Regions from separate parts of the Zea mays genome. Here region 2 is linked to region 1. A link is a contact called in public Hi-C data. All regions are on one chromosome and are shown on one strand. Each heading gives the region's core, a stretch centred on a gene start, on an enhancer-like site or on the middle of the called end of the contact. The rest is flanking DNA. Distances are from core to core; before and after follow the strand shown.

Region 1 (2,511 bases), core at 6-2,505:
CGCCGACGGCGAGGCCGTAGCCGAAGAGGTCCCCCGGCGGCGCGGCGGCGGAGGCGTTGGCCGCGGGGGCACCGGAGCAGAGCGCGGTGCCGGAGGCCAGGACGGCGCAGGCGCGATCGCCCCCGGCCGCGAGGCACGGCGCGGCGGACGCGTTGGCGAGGCCCGCCTGCACCGCGCCGCCCCGCGGGCCCCAGCAGCGGACGGCCGCGGGCGCGCTGGCCTCGACGGCGCAGGAGAAGCCGTCGCCGGAGACGAGGGAGCGGAACGCGCCGTCGGCACGCGCGGGGAAGCGGCCGCCGCCGCGCCACCACAGGACGGTCCCGGAGCCGGAGCCGGAGGCGTCGTAGGCCGCGACGTGGTCGGCGCCGGCGGCGAGGTCCGCGAGCGGGGCGGGCCCGTCGTACAGCCGGCGGAGCTGCCCCCAGCGCGGCGCCGGCGTGGACGGCCAGCAGAAGAGCGCGGCGCCCCCCGCCTGCAGGCCGCACACGAAGCCCCGCCCCGCGGAGAGCTCCGCGAACGCGATGGCGGACGGCGCGACGGGGCCGCTCGAGGCGTTGGAGATGGAGGCGCCCTGGAGCGCCGCGCAGTGGACTGTGCCGCTGAGCTCGGCGACCCCGCAGACGGTCGGGGAGGCGGAGGACGCCGAGACGGCGAGCGTGGACGCGGCGCAGGCGGCTGGCACGGCAATGGCGAGGAGGAGGGCGAGGGGCTGGAGCAGCGGGAGGAGGAGGAGGAGGAGGCGCGGCCGCGGGGTCATCGGGTGGAGCAGGAGGAGGAGAAGCGCGCCCCGGCGGCGACCGCCGACATCCGCGTGGCGTGGCGTGGAGACGGGGCAGGGAGGGTGAGGGAAATGGAGCAAAAGCGCGCGGAAGAAAAAGGTGGAGCGGATGCGGATGCGTGGCGAGTGCTGTTGAATTGAAGAAGGACGCGGGCGGGTGAGGGAGCTGGACGCCGTCTCCGCCTCTACTCCATTCCAAGTTCCAACCGCGATCCGGCGGGCATCTAGTGCCAGTGGTACGCGCGTTTCTCTTCGTAGTTTACGGCTGTCGTCTTCTCCCGCCAACAAGTATCTACATTGCAGTTGCAGCCAACATTGTTGTTGGTAACGAATGTATAGTCTACTACTATTATCTCATTCAAACGCGTGTTCCTAGATTTGTCGATACTTGCTACATCTTAAAATATAAAATATAAGTTATTCTAAGATTCTTAAAGAATCAAAGTTTTAAAAGTATAACCAAAATTATGGCGAGAATCATAAAGTTTTATGACAATATAGTATGTGTTGAAATATGCTCCTGATTCCTTTTATATATTAAGAATATACTTTGGAATATGCTTTCATATGCACCTATAAATATAGACCCTTCTTGTAACTTTTACTGTTGATAGTTGATTTATTTCCTCGTGGTTGTTTGCCCCTTCATATTAGAGGAGATTTTTCCACGTAAATCTTTTATGTCTATTTTATTTCCTAACAAGTGGTATCGGAGGTAGAGTATCGGAGGTAGGGTTAGACATATTGTTTTTATCCACGTTGTAGTCGCCGCCGCCGGGTTTTACTATTTGTCGCATTATGTCGACTAAATTTGATATTTCGAAGTTTGATGACAAAATTAGTTTTGCTATTTGACAGATTCAGATGAAGGTTGTTCTTACCAAGTTGGTTGTTCAAAAGGCGTTGCATACGCGACCTGCATTGATGATAAGTGGCAAGATATTGATGAAAGAGTTTTGTCCGTCATACAACTCAGTTTATCTTTTGATGTTCTACGTGAAGTAATGCATGAAAAATCCTCAGCAACATTGTGGAAAAAAATTGGAGGAGTTGTATATGTCCAAGAGTCTTGCAAACAAGCTATGTCTCAAGGAGCATCTTTACACTATTTGCATGTCAGAAGGTGAAGGTTTAATTGTTCGGGGATCTAGAAATAATAAATCCAACCTTTATTGTCGTTATTGCAGAAAAAATACTTATCATATTTCTCAGTACCCCAAAGTGCTCTTCTTGGGTTGTCGATTCCGCTTGTACTTTTCATATTTGTTCGCATAGAGATTGGTTTTCTGATTATGTTCAGTCTCATGCTGGTAAGGTTGTTATTGGAGATGGATCCACGTGTGAGATTATTAGAATCGGCTCTATTTATATCCAAGTTCATGATGACAGTATTAAGAAACTTATCGATGTCTGTTTTGTTCCAAAAATTGAAAAGAAACAGTTTTATGGATTTAGAGTCAAGGGGATATTTCTTAGACTTGGTTGATATTTAAATGTAGCATCCTAGTGGTGTTTGGGAAACAGTTCTATGGATTTAGAGTCAATGGGGAGATTTGTTAGAATATGCCTCTAATTTCCTTTTATATATTTGGAATATGCCTTGCAATATGCTTTCCTATACGTCTATAAATATAGGTCCTCCATGTACCTTGTACTCTACGATTGATAGTGGATATGTTTTCTCGTGGTTGTTTGCTCCTCCATATTGGAGAGGATTTTTTCCACGTAAATCT
Region 2 (2,511 bases), core at 7-2,506, 200 kb after region 1:
GTTAAAAACTCTCCTCGCTGTGTCCCACCCGCTCTCGAGTTACGTCATGCGCGTCATCCTCCGACTGAGCAGTTGTAGAGTGGGTGGTGACAGCCCACTAGTGACGGGGGATTTTCTCGGCCGAGGTTATGTTTATGTCTCTTCTTAATATAATTCCGCGAGGGCGGTCTTTCCCCCTTCGCCCGAATTTTTAGGCGGTGATACAAAAATTCTGCATAACCACTATATCTAAAACAACTCTACAAGTGTTGACATGGTATGGTTAATTAAAATAATGTCAACACATAAACAAAAAACTAAAGAAAAACCCACAACTTTTTTTTATTAAAAATGAACATTAGAGCGTTTTGAAGAGGGCCCTAAACAATGTTGTATTTTAAAATATAAGCCCCGGAAACATAAAACGACACCAATATTGATCCTATTTTATTAAAATTCATCAAACTATTATATGTTTCGGTCTCTGGAGTCTTAAATATAGTACCTTATATATTGAAGTCATATCCTTATTTTTTCTTAATCTACAATTATTTATTTTCTAATAACAAGATTTATTTTCTAAATATCTGCTGGAGTAATTTTTTTGATGTCTAAAATATTTTAACTACAGTCTTATTTCGATTTCTAGAGCTATATTTTAGAACTCATGGAGATGGTCTTAGACCAACTTCAGCATGTCGTACGTATGTTTAACAATATTTTTAGGAACAATTGGATCTATACCATTAAAAGATCCAAACTTTAGATATATACCATGGACCCACATGTCATTGACTCATGTGGATCCACATGTAAGTGAGATAGTAATGGTATGGATCCAAAGTGGTGATCTTTTAATGGTATGTATCCAAATTTCCCATATTTTTACTATAGATGTATTGTTTGGAGATAAGATTTTGAAATATGGAGTAAGATAAGGAGTATAATAAAAAAAATCTGGTGTAGATATTATTAGTCCACCACAGCTGTCAGCCGGGTTCCCTGAGCGCGCAGCGCAGCCTGTGGACCATACACTTTCACCCGCCCCGACCCGTCAGTAATCGTGCCATGATTGCTTTTCGACCTGTTCCCAGGGCCGATCCAAGCCGTCCGTCTCCTCACCAAGCGGCCCGGATCCCTCCTCTCCGGCCACCCCAAAACACGCCCGACGCCAGCGCCACCGAAATCCCCCAACCCATGCAGCGCAAGCATTACCATAACCTCCTCGCATATCGGCCCGCGCTGCTGCCGGAAGCAGATCGGAGCAGCCTCTTCGGCTCTTGGCGACGGATGTTGCTCGCTTCGTTTACCACGACCAGATCTGCGATGGCTTCTGCTCGCCTCGCTCGCTACCCACCAGATCCCGGCGCCTCCCCCCTCGTCGCTCAATTCTGCTCCGCCGCGCTGCGATCGATCCGCTCCCAGACGACGATCGCCCGGCGCGGATCAGCAGCCGCCGGGGCTGCTCCGGCGTCGCGAATGGCCGCGCTCGCCGGGCCGACAAGCAGCGCAGATCGTGGGGCTCGCCGGCGGCACCGGCTTCGGCCTCGTCTTCCGTGGGGACGGCAGGCGCGAGGCGGTGCCCTGCCCGCCGCGGACTGCCTCTGGGAGTTCGCTTCCGTTACGGCACCTGCCATCCTGGCCGTCGGTCGGGGGCTGGCGTTCTCGTGAATCCCGTGGTGGGCCGGGGGCAGAAGCGGTAACTCGCCGGGCCAGGTAGGAAGTTTTGCCTTGCTTGCTGCGTTGCCAATCTCGCTTATCCTTTCCGTGTTCCGTCCTTTCCGTGTTCCGCCTTTTTTTGGTCACCGAATAAATAAATGAAACAAATAAATAAAAGAAAACAGCCTGTTATTAAATGGGCGAAATCCCGGAATTTATTTCTTTTCCCCCTCCCGGTTCTCTCTCTCTCTACGCCCTACGGGGGGCCGCGGACGTGAGGGGCGCGCATCAAATCGGGCTCAGGCCCGGCCGGGCGCATCCGCTTTATCGGCTCACGTTGGCGCGGCCTCCGTTTCCTCTCCCATTTCCTTGTCCTCTCTCCCTCTCCCTCTTCCTCCCTCACGGCCTCACCTCTCCAGCCTCCCGCTCACCTCTTCCACCTCTCTACGCTCCCCAGAGGGCCCCAGACGCACCGCCGACGACCCCCGGCGCGGGCGCAGATCAGCGTGCGCCGTGACCTGCCCGCCCTGCCTCCGCTGCTTTCGACCCTGGGAGCGCCTGCCCGCGCCGCCGGGGCGCTTCGTATCGCCGCTTCTCTTTTTGTTCCGCGGCTCTTCCTCGCCGGCAGGCGGCCGGCTGCTGCCCCGCCCACGCCGCGTCTACGTGTCCTCAAGGGGCTGGGCGCTCTTGCCTGTCAAACCTGGTGCCGCCTCCGGTTGGAAACCGTGAGTCCTGAGCTCATGAATCCGTCTCGCCGCGGCCGGCAATCTGGGCTTCCTTAACCTGACGGGCGCGTGGTTCCCTCTGACTCCGTGCGTGCGCCTCTGTGTAGGTTTCTTACGGGTTAGGAGCAGGAGGTCAGAGACTCCCCAG

The links. Hi-C and Micro-C count contacts between places; a contact is called where the count stands out from the background.
Region 2: a Hi-C map of root tip shows a contact between it and region 1, with 2.8 times the contacts expected there. The contact joins the promoter of LOC100384382 here to the promoter of LOC103629180 in region 1. A contact is called at or near these places in 5 of 25 Hi-C or Micro-C datasets (bundle sheath, endosperm, leaf and 2 more).

What each region holds. Positions count from the first base shown.
Region 1 is chr6:34,419,473-34,421,983 of Zm-B73-REFERENCE-NAM-5.0, forward strand. LOC103629180 (putative serine/threonine-protein kinase-like protein CCR3) reads right to left here and starts at 1,256. Exons shown (of 1, transcript XM_008650353.4): 1 at 1-1,256. The coding sequence starts at 757.
Region 2 is chr6:34,616,109-34,618,619 of Zm-B73-REFERENCE-NAM-5.0, forward strand. LOC100384382 reads left to right here and starts at 1,257. Exons shown (of 5, transcript NM_001362355.1): 1 at 1,257-1,695; 2 at 2,471-2,511.